Linked DNA regions of Sus scrofa: regions 2, 3 and 4 are each linked to region 1. A link is a contact called in public Hi-C data. All regions are on one chromosome and are shown on one strand. Each heading gives the region's core, a stretch centred on a gene start, on an enhancer-like site or on the middle of the called end of the contact. The rest is flanking DNA. Distances are from core to core; before and after follow the strand shown.

The links. Hi-C and Micro-C count contacts between places; a contact is called where the count stands out from the background.
Region 2: a contact with region 1 is called in a Hi-C map of omental adipose tissue, with 6 times the contacts expected there. The contact joins the promoter of LOC110261078 here to the promoter of TRNAU1AP in region 1. A contact is called at or near these places in 6 of 47 Hi-C or Micro-C datasets (epiblast stem cells, liver, mesenteric adipose tissue and 3 more).
Region 3: a Hi-C map of omental adipose tissue shows a contact between it and region 1, with 13 times the contacts expected there. The contact joins the promoter of ZNF470 here to the promoter of TRNAU1AP in region 1. A contact is called at or near these places in 4 of 47 Hi-C or Micro-C datasets (mesenteric adipose tissue, omental adipose tissue, retroperitoneal adipose tissue and 1 more).
Region 4: a Hi-C map of retroperitoneal adipose tissue shows a contact between it and region 1, with 12 times the contacts expected there. The contact joins the promoter of LAMA3 here to the promoter of TRNAU1AP in region 1. A contact is called at or near these places in 6 of 47 Hi-C or Micro-C datasets (liver, mesenteric adipose tissue, omental adipose tissue and 2 more).

What each region holds. Positions count from the first base shown.
Region 1 is chr6:85,565,730-85,570,104 of Sscrofa11.1, forward strand. It overlaps TRNAU1AP (tRNA selenocysteine 1-associated protein 1), which reads left to right and starts at 1,701. Exons shown (of 8, transcript XM_005665150.3): 1 at 1,701-1,830; 2 at 2,456-2,553. The coding sequence starts at 1,804. It overlaps RCC1 (regulator of chromosome condensation), which reads left to right. Exons shown (of 11, transcript XM_005665141.3): 11 at 1-132.
Region 2 is chr6:63,458,852-63,463,035 of Sscrofa11.1, forward strand. It overlaps LOC110261078, which reads left to right and starts at 2,579. Exons shown (of 2, transcript XM_021095191.1): 1 at 2,579-3,282; 2 at 3,475-4,184.
Region 3 is chr6:60,878,283-60,882,387 of Sscrofa11.1, forward strand. ZNF470 (zinc finger protein 470) reads right to left here and starts at 2,754. Exons shown (of 3, transcript XM_013998861.2): 1 at 2,673-2,754.
Region 4 is chr6:108,546,529-108,550,508 of Sscrofa11.1, forward strand. It overlaps LAMA3 (laminin subunit alpha-3), which reads left to right and starts at 2,290. Exons shown (of 75, transcript XM_003482042.4): 1 at 2,290-2,703. The coding sequence starts at 2,386.

The DNA of each region.
Region 1 (4,375 bases), core at 451-2,950:
AATCTCCTTTTTTTGTGTTCAAACACATCAAATACGCTCAATTTTATCTTTTCCCCCATTCTCCTCCAACCTGAATTGGTTACCTGAAAACAAATGTAATCACCCCATATGGTTCAGCTATAAATAATGTTTACAAAGTCATAATAATGTAAGTGTTTGATATTTTGAAAAATTATAATTACAAGATGGTGAAGTGTATGTATGAGGTGCAGTCCTTAAAAAGATCTGAAACCACAAATGAAGAGAAAGTATGTTATTTAGAAATACTTGGATTTTAGGGAAAAGATTTGGAAGTGGTTGCCTTCAGGGGCAGGGATAGATGGGATAGGAGAGAACTGTTTAGTATTTATGACAAATTCAAAAATGTTTTCAGTGCCTCCCATATGCCAGACATTGTTGTGGGAATTTGATTAGAAACAACAAGGAATCCTGTCTGATGAAGCTTACATTTTAAATTAAAAATAAACACTTACAAGTCTTGCACAAGTAAAATAAATTTTAAAAATAGTAATCAAAGAGCACCCCACAAGGGCTGGCAAATTTTAGTACTCAAGAGTTATCAGTCATAATTCCAAGTCCTCCAGCTGCTGTGTTGGAGAGCTTACTGGATGCCAGGCATTAGGCCAAGTGCTTTCTCAACTTCTCAATTTCTCCATACGACAAACATGGTATGAGGTAAGCATTGCTGTTACCCACATCGCTAATAACAACAACACAATTGGAAGGGGCTGGGATTTGGGCTCCATTTGTTCAAATGTGTAGTTGAAGCACCCAACCGCTACACTACTACGGCCATGAATAGGATAAAGCTGGAAATGTGGCAACTTGGTTGAATCTCAAGACTTCAGAGTGCTTGACTTTGGGCCCCAACAACATAAGTTTGGAATATATGAACTGGCAAGGAAGGACATAAGTGGCCATCAACCCAGAAGGAGCCTGGGAAATGGATTCTCCATCAAGCGATGAGCTTCAGTGTTGGAGATGACAATCATCATCTACAGAATCTTCACATTCTGAGGAAAGGGCATCAAACTGAGGCTGAGGTCTGGGACCTTCCCAGACGAAGAGTCAAACTGTCAGGATTATCTAGCCATCGAAATCGAGTCTGCTGAAGGCCTTCTATGGCAAGTCTCTTCCTGGGAGAGGTTAGAACTTCTGGTGGTTTGGATTATTGTAGGGAACGTGAGACGCAAGAGAGTGACAAGATGGGGATTGATTTGTTTGTTGGTTGGTTAGCCCTCCCCTCCTCTCCCCTCCCACAGCCTAGTTCTATGCATGGGAATGATGGAAGGATGCCAGTCCAGCGTCAACAGAAATCCTGTCCTTTCCGTTTCGTAACCTGAGAAAAGCAGGTTGAAGGGGTGGCGGAGGCAGACCAGTGATTTGCCAGAGGTCATACATAGTTAGTGGAACTGGATCGTCCAGGCTTCCAAAAGGGATCTTTCACTTTAGGAAATATGCTTCTATTTTAAGTTTTTGCCATGAACATACACTACTTTTATAATTCTATACGTACGCGTGTGTTTAAAGCCGGAAAGAGTCCGGAGAAAGCCAGTCATTCACGCCCCCCACGGTCCCGCGCAAGGCGGTGTCTGCCCCGCCCCATCCCGCAGGCTCCGGTTCGAGACACGCCCACAGGGATCCGGAAAAACCCGGACCCGCCAGTCTGCGTTGCCTTGGGCGCCGAATTGCCGAGCGTGCGCAGAAGGCGATGGGGGCGCATGCGCCGTGGAGGCCGCAACCCCGCGGAGCGGCGTACGCGCCAGCCTCTGAGGCTCGCGTAGGCCTGGCGGGGCCTCGGGCATGGCGGCCAGCCTGTGGATGGGCGACGTGAGTTGGGGCGGCCGCCCGGTTCAGCGGAGGAGAAATATAGTGTCACGAGGGCAAAAGGGTCTGAAGAGAAGGGGTCCTCGGCTCTCAAGAGGGTGGCAGTGAATGGGGAGGGGAGTTCTCAGTGGTGCCAAAGCAAGTCCCAGCGTGTAGGTGAAGGGGCCGGGTCTGAGGGGGAGGGGTCCTCGGATCCCAAAAGGGTGGAAGAGAATGAGGAGAGTTGTTTTAGTGATGCCGAAGCAGGCCCTAGCATCTAGGTGCGGGGGCTGATTCGGAGGGGGAGGGGTCGTGGGGCCCAGCCCAGCCTGGATTCTGGGGAGGGAAAAAGGGAGGGTCTTTGCGTGGATAGAATGGGAAGAATCCCAAGGATTGAAGTGCGCCTTGGTTCGAGGACTGCAGGAATGGGGTTCCTAAATCCAAGGGGGAGGCTTCCTAAAAGGAGCAGCCTTGAAGGGAAGGAAGGCAAGAGGCTGGGAACGCCGGAGTGGATGGAAACCTCTTCACCCTCACCCTACTCCTGCCCGCAGCGTGCACCCAACCCTGGACTGAGCAGGGAGGGGCTCCGGATCCGGGAATGAGGAGCCTGGGTACTGACCTGAACTGCTCTGCTCTTATATTTGCGCAGCTGGAGCCCTACATGGATGAGAACTTCATCTCCAGAGCCTTTGCCACCATGGGAGAGACTGTGATGAGCGTCAAAATTATCCGAAATCGCCTCACTGGGTATGTTCTCTCCTCCCCTCTTGTCTTCTCAGTTCTCCCTTAGTAGATCAACTGCAGGTGTCATTCAGAAGGTAAACATCCTTCGGAGAGTCAGAGGCTTCTCACCCCTAATAATAATTATTACAGGAGTTCCCATCGTGGCGCAGTGGTTAACGAATCCGACTAGGAACCATGAGGTTGCGGGTTCGGTCCCTGCCCTTGCTCAGTGGGTTAACGATCCGGCGTTGCCGTGAGCTGTGGTGTAGGTCGCAGACGAGGCTCGGATCCCGCGTTGCTGTGGCTCTGGCGTAGGCCGGTGGCTACAGCTCCGATTAAACCCCTAGCCTGGGAACCTCCATATGCCGCGGGAGCAGCCCAAGAAATAGCAACAACAACAACAACAAAAGACAAAAAAAAAAAAAATAATAATAATTATTACAATGATATAAATTCTAACATTTCAGGGCTTATTGAGAGGAAGTATAATGTGTTGCTGACTCTGGAGCCAGAGTGGGTTTGAACGCTCTGTGTGCTGTGTGACCTTGAGCAAGTTACTCAGCCTCTCCCTGTCCTTCACCATAAAAATGGAGATAATAATAGCACCTACCTCATAGAGTTCTGATGAGGACTAAGTGCCATTAATTCCCATTCAGCATTTAGAACAGTGTTTGGCATATGGTATATGCTTGGTAAATATAAACAGATCATGATCTGCTGGGTAATAAGCATTTCAAAATCACAAAAACCCCTGAGCTAGGTACTATTATTAGAGAAGCATAGTAACTGTCTTAAAGTTACGCAGCTGTTAAATGAGAAGCCAAGACTCTAATTCAGGTCTGTTTTCAAAGCTCATGTGTGCCCATAACTCTTGTGTAAGACACTGCTACATGCCAGGGTTCTAGATTCCCAAAATATATGACTGAAACAAGCCAGATGCAGTCATTTCTCTCCTACATTCTACATTCTAACAGGGGAATGAGACTGTAAATATGTAAACAAGACAAAATGCAGAATAGATTTCCATATAATAGTGCTCTTATTTATTGCCTCCAGTTTCTTCTTTCTCTTTGAGGGTCGTAGGTTTCCTTAGGGTTCTAGTTAGAAATAACAGGATTCCTTATCAATCTGACAGTGTTTATCAAGTGTCTACTCTGTGCCAAGTACTAAAGCAGCGTGCTAAAAACATCAAGTAATTGAAAAATACAGATGAGAGATTTGAAATGTGGCCAACTCTAAAGTACTTTGTTTTGTTTTGTTTTTTTCTAGGGCTGCACCCGCGGCATATGGAGGTTCCCAGGCTACAGGTCTAATCGGAGCTGTAGCCGCCGGCCTACACCACAGCCACAGCAACTTGGGATCGATCCAAGCCAAGTCTGCCACCTACACCACAGCTCACGGCAGCGCCAGATCCTTAACCCACTGAGCAAGGCCAGGGATTGAACCCGCAACCTCATGGTTCCTAGTCGGATTCAATAACCACTGAGCCACAACGAGAACTCCCTGGTGAACGAATACTTTATGTATTCAGAACCCCGGTACCCAGGGGCCAGTTTTCTGAATGATAGATCATGCTGGCCTAGGTATTTTTCTTCTTGCTTTTGTAGACAAGAAAACACTGATAGTAGGCTACTTGCATAAAAATACATTCTGTAGTACTTTATATTTTTTAAAACATTGACATAGTTTCTCATGTTTTCATGTTTATTGAAATAAGGTTTGCAACTAGTCTTTCCTACCCTTGATTGCTAAACTCTGGCCGTTTCTTATGGTGGCACTTACAGACACATTATATGTGCATTCTGCTTCATATGACAAAGACTTAAAATCAGCAGCGTCTTGGGAG
Region 2 (4,184 bases), core at 1,329-3,828, about 22 Mb before region 1:
AAGTAAGTCAGAAAGAGAAAGACAAATAACATATGATATCACTTATATCTGGAATCTAATATATGGCACAAATGAACCTTTCCACAGAAAATAAATTCATGGACTTGGAGAACAGACTTGTGGTTGCCAAGGAGGAGGGGAAGGGAGTGGGATGGAGTTGGAATTGGGAGTTAATAGATGTAAACTATTGCATTTGAATAGATAAGCAATGAGATCCTGCTGTATAGCACTGGGAACTATATCTAGTCACTTGTGATGGAGCATGATGGAGGATAATGTGAGAAAAAGAATGTGTGTATGTGTGCAACTGGGTCACTTTGCTGTACAGTAGAAAACTGACAGAACACTGTAAACCAACTATAATGGAAAAAATAAAAATTGTTATAAAAAAGTTCACAATCAAAGCCTTGTAGCAAAATTTATACTAACTGGAGAAACTTCTCATTCATTCTCTTCAAGATCTGGTTGAGGTCAGGTCAAGTGTGCCTCTATGTTACAGTTACTGCCTAACACAGGACTGGTGACTGTAACCAACATGATAAGGAAAGAAAAATAAATGAGACACATGGATTATAAGAGAAGAGATAAAAATCAATATTATTCACAGAAGATACAATCATCTATCAGGGGGAAAAATGGTAGAATAAATGAGGAAACTTTAGAATAAGAGTCTAATAAAATTGCTGAATAAAAAAACCAAGCTATAAAGATGAGTCTTATTTTCCTTGGGACATTGGGCAGAGTGAGATAAGCCAGTCATAAAGGACAAACAATTTTCTTTCTTTTTTTTTTTTTTTTTTTTTTTTTTTTGCTTTTTGCTTTTTAGGGCCATACCCACAGCATGTGGACGGTACCAGGCTAGCGGTTAAATCAGAGCTACAGCTGCGGGCCTACACTACAGCCACAGCAACTTGGGATCCGACCCATGTCTGTGACCTACACCACAGCTCATGGCAATGCCAGATCCTTAACCCACTGAGCGAGGCCAGGGATTGAACTCGCATCCTCATGTATACTAGCCAGATTCATTTCTGCTGAGCCATGATGGGAACTCCAGGACAAATAATTATGAATCCACTCAAATGAGGTCCTCGAAGTGTCTAGATTAGAGGCTGAAAGTAGGGGGGTGGGTGCCAGGGGCTCGAGGATGAGGGGAGTTAGAGTTCAAAGGAGACAGAGTTTCAGTTGGGAAGATGAAGAGTTTCTGGAGATGGGTGGTGATGATGGCTGCACAGCAATGTGAATGCGCCTGACGTCACGGAGCTGTGCACTTAAAATGGGTTTAAATAGCAAATTTTACATTACGTGTGTTTTATCAAAACGAAAAAAATAGTATGGTAAATGAGCCAGACACAAAAGGTTGCAGATTGTAAGACTCCATTTCTGTGAAATATCCAGACTGGGGAAACCTATTGAAATGGAAAACAGACTGGTGGTTTCCGGGGAGAAAGGTGAGTCACTGTGTAATGGGGACAGGGTTCCCTCTGGAGTGGTGAAAACACTCTGCAACTAGGTAGGGAGGGTGTGTTTGCACAACGCTGTGAAAGCACCAACGATACACTGTACGCTTTAAAACAGCTAATTTTATGTTGCATAAAATTTACTTCAATTTTTTAAATGAAAGGAAATAAATAGCATTGCTCTATACTGCAATAACCAATTAGGAAAAAAAGAATTCATAACAGCAATGAAAAAAATTAAGCATCTAGGAATTAAGCAAGAATATGCATAACCTCCGCGGAGAGAACTGTAAAGTGGAACAAAGGTGATGATCTGAGTCGTGGAGCGGGGACCTGCCGTCTTGCGTGTGGGAACTGAGCATCAGCTCCGGGTGGGCAGGTGTGGATGCGGTGGGTAGGTGTGGACAGGCTGGGCAGGGGTGGGCAGGTGGACAGGTGTGGATGGATGGGCAGGTATAGATGGGTGGGCAGGTGTGGACAGAGTGGGCAGATGTGGATGGATGGGCAGGTGTGGACAGGTGGGCAGGTGTGGGCAGAGTGGGCAGGTGTGGACAGGTGGGCAGGTATAGACCGGTGGGCAGGTGTGGAGAGGTGGACAAGTGTGGAGAGGTGGCCAGGTGTGGAAAAAGCGGCCAGGTGTGGACTAGGCAGGCAGCTGGGGGCATGGCGAGCTGGGTGCCGGCATCCTTGGAGAGCTGTGGGGGGCCGCCTGGGGGCACACGCAGAGCCAGGAGCGGGTCAGGCTACACAGATGCATCCAGGAAGAAGGTGCTGAAAGCAAAGGGGAGGTGAAAGAAATGTGGGGTGACAGGGCCAGCACCCCAAACAGCCAGCGCAATCTGCAGGGTGGGAAGGCCCGGGGCTTTCCTGCCTGAGGAGCCCCAGCCATCCGCACTCCAACAGGCCGCCCGAGTGTCCCGGCCTTGCCGCCTTGCCCAGCCCCTGCCCCCCAGCCTGGCTGTGGCTGCTGTGCCAGAGGGCAGGTCCTGAGAGGGACCCTTACCCAGCAGGCATGTACCCAAGGTTCACTCATGGGCCTGGACTGGAGCCCCGCCTCCTTGGCAGAGGGCCTAGGGCTGCCTCGTCCACCCTCCTGGTCCACTCACCTGTCCCCGAGGAGATCCTGCGGTGTGCAGGGGTCACACATGCTACGCAAAGAGTTTGGATGGGGAAGGGTGGTGGGAGCCAGCTTCTCCTGATCCCATCTGCCCAGGCCGCTCGAGCCTGGCCTCTGCTCAGCCACAGCTCTGGGCAAGAGCCCCAGCCGCCTCACGAGGCCTCCAAGACCCAGCACTGAGCCCAGGGCCCACATGGCTGAACAGAGCTGGGCAGTGGTGACCCCACGTGCTGTGGGGCCCGGTGCCCTCCCACGTGGGGTCTGCAGGCCTCCCTGAGGTACCTTGGGCAATCGTCACTCCGGTCCCAGAGCCGGAGAAACTGAGCTCTTTCTAAAGGAAAACTCGGGTCTCCCAGCTCGGGGTGTGGAGGCCATTCTGGGCGGGGCAGGCCGGGGCTCCCCACTGGCGGCCGCAGGGCCCACAGGAGCGCTGAGTGGCCTCTGCACGCACAGCTGCAAGGTCACAGGCCCAGCCTTGGACGGGCACAGAACTAGCCCCAGTGTGGAAGGCGGGAGGCCTGCAGGGGTGGTGCCTGGCTGGCAGTTTGAAATATGAGGCTGTCGAAAGAAATTGCGAGCCGGGTGTGGGGTTAGAGGCCGGGGGAGCTGGGGGCCGTGGGTGGGGAGCGGTCGCCAAGGCGGCAGCGCCCGAGGTGCCGGGAGCCGTGGTCGGTGCCCAGCTAGACGCCCTTCGTCGGGGCAGAGGTAAGAGCCCACTGCTCGCCTGCTCGCCCGCTGACCCCCCAGCCCTGGGACCGCTTTCTTCTCCTGTGCTTCTTGCCCTCCTCTTGCCAAGGTGGGATCCTTGTCACCGTTGAGATTTTAACGCCTTCATGAAAGCCCCTGGGCGTCTGTGTAGACAGACGCTGCACGCAACCTTGGTTTTCTCTCAAGCAGAAGTTAAAAATTATTCAACGCAGAATTCCTGGGCGGCTGCAGAGGCCGGTTGTACCAGGCGAAGGCTTCCACCACACTCCCCGGTCAGACCGCGCTAAGGCAGCCCGGGAGCCGCACCTCGGCGACACTGCTGCAGCTCACGGGACCAGGTAGGACAGAGGCTCCCGGGCAGCTGCTGGGAGAAGTCTGTCTTGTGGGGTCTGCGGTTTCCCCCTGACTTCTGAGCCGACCTGGCTCCAAACCTCCCCTCCCCCACCTCAGAGTCTCTGGAGGTCCCGCGCTGCCTGGGACCAGAGGGGAGGGCCCTGGGCCAGTGGGAGCCTGCAGAGAAAGTGGGGTCTTTGGGAGAACATGCACCAGCTAGAGGGGTGTCACAGAAAGCTGCCTGTGTCTGCGGTCTGTTGGGGAATAGGGTGGGGGTCGTGCCCGTGGTACATGCTGGCCAGGCTGGGGCCCCCCAAGGGGCCAGGTGGGACTGTGGCCCCACGTGGCTGCACAGAGAGACCGTGAGGAGACCCATGGGCTCCCCCAGGAGAAACTGGGTGTCTTGAGCTTCCAGTGGGAAAAGGGGACAGGCCTGTGTGTGACCCCACTGTCTCTGAGGAGGGAGCCAGAGTCGGGGGGAGGGAGTGAGTCTGAGACACCTTAATCTATGTGACAATGGCCAGAAGGCTCTTGCAAGGAAACCAGATTTATTCCACTTAACAGGA
Region 3 (4,105 bases), core at 1,504-4,003, about 25 Mb before region 1:
ACTAATTATTAGAGAAACACAAATCAAAACTACAATGAGGGACCACCTCAAACCAGTCAGAATGTCCATCATCAAAAAAAGTCTGCAAATAATAAATGCTGGAGAGGGTGTGGAAAAAAGACAACACTTCTACACTGTTGGTAGGATATAAACTGGTATGACCACTATGGAAACAGTATGGAGGTTCTGCAAAAAACTGAAAATAGAACTTTCATGAGATCCAGCAATCCCACTCCCGGGCATCTATCTGGACAAAACCATAATTCAAAAAGATACATGTATCCCAATGTTCACTGCAGCACTACTTACAACAGCCAAGACATCAAAGCAATCTAAATGTCCATCGAAAGAGGAATGGATACAGATGTGGTATGTATTCAAAATGAAATACTACTCAATCATAAAAAAGAACAAAACAATGTCATTTCCAGCAACATGGATAGACCTAGAGATTATCATACTACGTGAAGTAAGCCAGATAAAGATAAATATCATGATATCACTTACATGTGGAATCTAAAAAAATGATACAAATGAACTTGTTTACAAAACAGAAGCAAACTCAGAAAACAAACTTAAGATTACCAAAGGGGAGAGGTGGAGGGAGGGATGGACTGGAAATTTGGGACTGGCATATGCACACTACTGTATATGGAATGGATGGTCAACAGGAACCTGCTGTATAGCACAGGGAACTGTACTCAATATTCTGTAATAACCTATATAGAAAAGAATCTGAAAAAGAATGTATATCTGAGTTACTTTACTGTACAGCAGAAATTAACACAACATTATAAATCTATACTTCACTTAAACAAACAAACAAACAAAATGTATTCTTTCTGGACTGGCGATCTCCATCTGACTCCCATCCCTGCACTGTGAAGTCAATACTGGATCTGGCTGGATAGGGATGTGACCAGAGCCAACTTACCTAGGAAGTAACTTATCTGTAGAGGCTCAAAAGAATGTCTTAATTTCTTTAAAATCATTTTTTTTTTAAAGAGGTGGATCCAATCCAGCCTGGATTATACTTGTTTTTATATCAATCATAAACTATACATTTTTTAATTAAAAAAAAAGAGGGGAGCCCACAAAGGCAACAAAGGCACAGAGAAATGTCTGAGAAGTGACTTGCAGGGGGTTGATGACTGTTGAACACATGTGGCCTGAGATCTGTGTGGCTGCAAAGCCAGTGGCTCCCTCCTTCCTCTCCTTCCTCGAGTTTTCTGGCATTTCCTTCCTTCCATTGTTTCTAAGGGTAAGGTTCCCATGAGGGGAAGAAAAAAAAAAAAAAAAAAATCCTTCAACTCTGTGTCGGATGAGCTGAAAGGAAAAAAGGATTTCCCATTTGTCTGGTGGCTAAGCGTGGGAGCTCTGGAACCCAGACGCCTGGGTGGCGAGTTTGGTCACTCACTTAAATCACTGAGCCTTGGTTTCCCCATGTGTGAAATGCGGATGATGAGGTCCTTACCCTGGAGTTACTGGGAGTCTTATAAATGAGGTAGTCCCCACAAAATGCCCAAAATAGCACAATACACAATACACATTCCATAAACAAATCAACCCTGGTCAGGAGGTTGTAGGGGTCTCTGATCCTCATTTAAGAAGACTTTTGAGAGGCAATAGAAGAAACAGCCTCCCCATCCCCTATCTTGTCACCCACACACTTCCTGCCCCCTCAACCTTCCAGATTCTCCCATGAGCCAGAGAAGGCTCTGAGGGGCAGGAAGAGGCTGGGGAATCTGAGGACCCCAGGCCAGGAGACCTGCTGGGCAGATGAGACAGGGGGACACCTGGATGACATCCTCACTCAGAGACACTGAGGACAGAAATACAGGCAGACACACGCACACAACCAATGAAGGATGTGGACATAGGCAGTCACCCAGAGACAACCCCTCACAGGGACAGGCAAGACTAGACACAGAGTACACCCACGGAGACCAAGGCTGGTAGGCTCGCTCACACACACACACACACACACACGGGATATTCCTCGGCCTTCACAAAGAAGGAGATCCACACAAACAGATGTCAAAGGTTCAGTCTCGGGCCAACACACGTGCACACAGGTTCACCCCCTTCTGCATCCCATGAGACTGTCGGGGTAAACTTCCTGCACGCCTCTTCACAGCCCTCTCTCTGAGCCGGCACGTCTCCCCTCAGGCCGAACATCCTCTCCTCAACCCTCAATTCCCTCCCCCAGAGCCTTCACATCCCTCCCCACGCCCCCTCCCCTCGGTCTGCAAGCACCTGCCTCTCTCCTCTCCTCAGTCCATAATCCCCTTTCCTGAGCCTGACCGCCCCTCCCCTCAGTCAGCACGTCCCCCGCTGGCCCTCACGCCCACCCCTCAGTCAGCACGTCCCCCGCTGGCCCTCACGCCCTCCCCTCAGTCAGCACGTTCCTCGCTGGCCCTCACGCCCACCCCTCAGTCAGCACGACCCCCGCTGGCCCTCACGCCCACCCCTCAGTCAGCACGACCCCCGCTGGCCCTCACGCCCTCCCCTCAGTCAGCACGACCCCCGCTGGCCCTCACGCCCTCCCCTCAGTCAGCACGACCCCCGCTGGCCCTCACGCCCTCCCCTCAGTCAGCACGACCCCCGCTGGCCCTCACGCCCTCCCCTCAGTCAGCACGCCACCTCTCCGCCCTGCCCGGGGCCGGACTCACCAGCGCTGCTCTGTCCGGACAACGACCGGCGCCCTAGGCCCTCCGGGTCGCACTGCGCCTGCGCGGTCGGGAGGACTACACTTCCCAAAAGCCCGCGCGCCTCCGCCTCCGCTCAGGCCTCAGCACCCACGGAGCCGAGCAGGCCCGAGCCCCGACCGCGCGCCTCCATCTCCCAGAGGCCCCCGCGGCAGCGGAACCACGGCCAAACGGGATGGGGGTGTGGCTGGTGATTGAGGGAAGGAAGGGGAGGAAGAAGGAGAAAAAGCGGAGGTGGGGAGGGATTGCTCTGGGAGGGAGGGGGGACCATACTCCGGACTTCCGGGCTGGACTGAGGGACCATCCTGGGCATCTTTTCCTTTTCTTTTTCTTTCTTTCAGAAAACTCCCCTATTTTTATTATTATTTTTTGGCACATCCACGGCATGCGGGGTAAAGCAGTGACAATACCAGATCCTTCACCCACCGAGCAGCCAGGGAACTCCGCGGGCAACCTTCTTGAGTGTGATAATCATGCTGATTTGTAGAAAATTTATAAAGCATACAGGATTTATAAAGCATACAGAGACAAGAAGTAGCAAGTCATCATAAGAAAAAAAAAAATTCCCCTTTTCTGAGTTTCCTATATGCCAGCTCCTGTTTTTGGCTTTTTATGATTTTTGAACCACGTATTTAATCCTTACAATTAAGCAACTTTCCAGACGAGGACAGTGGTGCCTACAAGGGAGGTGGCACCAGAGACCAGTTGGGGAGCTGGGGTAGGGATCTGGCTTCCTGGCTGGGACTCTTACACCATAAACCACAAGGCCAAGTACAAAAACACTTGCTGAATGTTTGAATGGCCACAAAAATGGAAACAGCAGCTAGTCTTAAATGGTGATTATGACTTTAAATATTTTATTTTGAGATAAATATAATCCACATGCAGTTGTAAAAAACACAGGAACTGGAGTTCCTGTTGTGGTGCAGTGGAAACAAATCCGACTAGTATCCATGAGGTTCGATCCCTGCCCTCACTCAGTAGGTTGGGGATACGGTGTTGCCATGAGCTGTGGTGTAGTTTGTAAACCTGGCTTGGATCCAACGTTGCTGTGGCATAGGTGGGCAGCTGTAGCTCTGATTGGACCCCTAGCTTGGGAACTTCCATGTGGTGTGGCTGTGGCCCAAAAAGCAACAAACAAAAACCACTTATAGGAAACATTTATGCATTAATGTGGTACATTTGTTACAATTAATGAATCAATATTGATATATTATTAGTACCTAAACTCCATAGTTTACATTAAGGTTACTCTTTGTGTTGTACACTTATGTGGGTTTTGAGAAATGTATAAGAATATGTATCCATTACAGTAGTACATAGAATAGTTTCACTGCCCTAAAAATGTCCTGTGCTGCACCTGTTCGTCCTTCTTCATCTTTATGAACCCCTGTTAT
Region 4 (3,980 bases), core at 1,040-3,539, about 23 Mb after region 1:
TGTGGCTGTGCTGTAGGCCAGCAGCTGCAGCTCCAATTTGAGCCCTAGACTGGGAACTTCCATATGCCGTGGTGTGGCCATTAAAAAAAAGACATACAATTGATTTTTGTATGTAGATATTATTTTATATCCTTTATTTTTGGTTAAAGTATTGTGAAAATCTATGCCAGAAAATATACTTCTATAACATCATTTAATGACTTTGTAATATTTCACTACATGGATATACCATAATTTATTTACCCAGCTCCTTATTATTGGACATTTAAGTTCTTTTGAACTTTAAAAAAAAGAAAAAGGAGATCCCGTTGTGGCTCAGTGGGTTAAGAACTCAATATAAGTGTCCACGAGGATACAGGTTTGATCCCTGGCCTTGCTCAGTTGGTTAAGGATTGGCATTGCTGCAAGCTGTGGTGTAGTTCACAGGTGCAGCTCAGATCTGGCATTACTGTGGCTCTGGTGAAGGCCGGCAGCTCAGATTTGACCCTGGCCTGGGAACTTCCATATTCAGCCCTAAAACAACAACAAAAACTTAAGAAAATTAAAATATCTCTGATAAGTCCTTGCCATTAAGTCTTTGCAAACTTTCTCAACCATTTCCCAGATAAAAATCTTTACAAGTGAAATTGTTAAGGCAAAATATATGCACATAGAGGACATTTGCTAAGCACTGCAAAAATTCCCCTCCTGAAAGGAAATTTTGGTTTACACTTCCACCAAGGATGTTATATTTGATTCCCTGAGTTCTCTTTAACATTCAGTTTTATCATTAAAAAACAATCTTGGCCCGTTTGATAGGTGAAACATGAGTCTCATTAGTTCTTTGCTTACATTTCAATTCTCAGAAAGGCCAAACTATTTTTCATTTATTTATTAGCTTAAGAATTCATTTTCCTAAGATTTTTTAGGTTTCTAAGCCCCGAGTTTTCATCTTTTTCTAATTATTTGGTAAAAGCATTTTATATATTAAAATCGTGAATTCTAAGTTATTTATGGTATACATTTTCTCCTCCCTCATTTTTTTTTTAACTTTTGTCTGGTCTGCTTTTTTTAAAAAAATTATTTATTTTTGGCCATGCCCACAGTATGTGAAAGTTCCTGGGCCAGGGATCTAATCCCAGTCGTAGCAGTGACAACTCCTGGGTCCTTAAGCACTAGCCCACAAAGGAATTCCTGGTTTGCTTTTTGATGTACACACTGTTATTTTTTATGTAGTCGATTTATGTACTTACAGCTCCTCTGTGTTATGCTCACAAATTCCTGTCTCTCCTCTTATTCTTGAAGAACAGAAGATTAAATCGACATGGTTCCTTCTTCCTACAGCAAATTCTGGTATTTAATAAACACATTGGCTAGCTTCCTCTCCTTTCAACTGTCATAATTTTTAAAATCCCTTTCTTAACCTTGGTTCAAACAGTAATCTCACATCCTCCCTCTTTTTCCCTTCTCCATCCTTCGAAGCTCCAGTCCTACTTTCTCTGCAGGCACTTCCATCCGCCCTGGCCTGCATCAATAACTCCCTCTTTTAATTGTTAAAGGGCCTCTGTGGGCTCGATTTTGGTGACATGTCCTGCTTAAAAGACCAAGCCTCAATCCTGAGGGGGTAAGGAGTTCGAGTCCTTTGCCCAGAGGCCAATGTGACAGCTGGACTACAACATTCAACACCTCCGTGTAGCTGTAAAATAAAGCAGATTGAACATCTCAAGCATTTCCTCCACGGTACCTTTACAGCTTGGCAAACCAGAACTTGCATTAGTGGCTGTCTTTACATTGTATATGTTCTCCCACTACCAGTTCCCCGGAGCTCCTTTGATCCTAGACTCAATATGTGGCTGCAGTGTCATAGATATCGTTGGCACAGTGTCTGAGAATTGATGGAACTTGCCTTCCGACAACTGAGACTTGTCTGGGAAACCCAACATCTTTGGTGTAAGTTCTGCATGCAGCGGCAGTTGCTTCTCACCCCCCATCGCCGCAAGCCTCCTCCCCTCTTGTCTCAGGTCCACCGAGAGGATCTTGGAGGAGAATCTGGTGTCTGCCCTGGCCGTGGGAAGGTGGGGCGGTCGGGGGCCGGCATCAGCCGCTAGCGTGGGACCGGGGGACCGCCTTTCACCCTTTCTGCCTTCTAGTTTGCAGCGCGCGGCGAGCTTGCAGAGACCAAGCCTGCGGCTGAGGCCAGGCGCTGTCAGTTCGTGATTCGGCGGGTACCCGCTCCGGCCGCAGCGCGTTCCAGAACCAAGGAGCCGCCCCCTCGCCGCGGGCTCCCGGCGCGTGGGGCGCGGGCGCGGATCAGACACCGCCTCCGCCCACACCCGGGCTGCGCTAGCCTGCCGCGTGAAGCTCGTGCCCCTGGACGGCGGTGTCCCGGAGCCTCTCCGCGGGCAAATGCGGCAGGAGGACAGCGCAGGAGGGATGGCGGCGGCAGCGCAGGCTCGGGGCTGGGCATCTCGATCTGGGCTGCCACTGCTCCTGCGGCTGTTGCTGCTGCTGCTGCCGCCCGCCGTGTGCCCCGCCGCTCGGGGCCCCCCGACCCCGGCCCAGCTCAGCCTGCACCCGCCCTACTTCAACTTGGCCGAGGCGGCGAGGATTTGGGCCACCGCCACCTGCGGGGAGCGGGAGCCCGACGGCGCGCGGCCGCGGCCTGAGCTCTACTGCAAGTTGGTGGGGGGGCCCACCGCCCCGGGCAGCGGCCAAACCATCCAGGTAAGGGCCCGGGAGAGGCTGGGAGAGGCGGCCGAGGGCGGGCTCCCTCCGGGCGGGCTCCCTCCCCCTCCCTGCGCGGGCCAGCCATCCTCTGCGAAGGGGTCGGGCCCTTTCCCCCGCACTCTCGTGCCCCAAGGCGGCCTGGAAGGGCTCCCCTAACCCCTTCGCGGGCCAGCGACCTGGGGAGGTGAGCATGGTGCCCAGGTAGGTAATCCTGCGGGAGCACAGCCCTCGTTCACGCCGCCCGAGGCCGGGTGGGTAAAGCACGCAAGGCGCGTGCAGGCTTAGGTTAAGTTTGGGCGCGTCCAGGAGAAAGTCTGAAACTGCGCCCTAGGAATGCATTGACCTGTAGTCCTGCCCTGCCTCCGTCACCCAGGTAGTTCCCAGCCAGCCTTGAGGCCCCCTCACCCCCCAACCCTGGGCTTCATCCACGCCTCTCTTTCGAGGCCTTTTATCTTCCCGACCTTATGCCGGAGAAGTTGGCAGCGGTTAGATTCCGCGGTTTCTTTTAAGAGAGAACTTGTAGTATCACTCCAGTCTCACCGAAAAGACACACTTCACCCCACCGCCTGAAGTGCCCATCCAGAGTCATTGGGGCTAATGAGACTTGAAATGGACAGAGATGGACACGGTGCTTGGAGTCCATCAGACGCTTACTGTGAACACCTGTGTAAATGCTTGTGTCTCTGGTGCTTCACCACCATCTGAAAGTGTGCCAGGCCTTACATACAGTCCTCACAACACCGCTGGGCACTGGGTCATGTGAGCAGGTTAGGAAATGTGCCTATGTCATAAAGTAGGGTACTTGGATTTGAACCCAGTCCTGACCTCAAATCCTCTTTACACTGAGCCGTCATCACCTCCTTCCCTCTCCCGGGAAATATTGCGGCGAAAAGTGTAGCGGGAAGAGAGAGTTTGGGCTCCAAAAGCAAAAGATTATCATTCAGAGTCTAGGTCAATGTTTTAGAAAGTCTTTTGACCAAGCACTTCCATAAATAACAAGTTCAATATGTGGTATATTCTTATGCAGTATATGCTAACCTATTTATAAATTATATGCATGTATGACTTTATTAATTTGTGTTCTATAAAACACACAAAAGTACAGTTTACAAATGATGAAAACACTTGAAATTTTCTTTATTAACAGCCCCAAATAATTTTGCTTTCTCCGAATGTTTTATTTGTGATTGTGTATAGTTATAAAAATAAATATCCAAATGTAATCATATATAATTATTTTTGACAAATGCAGTTTAGCACTTAACATGATAGCC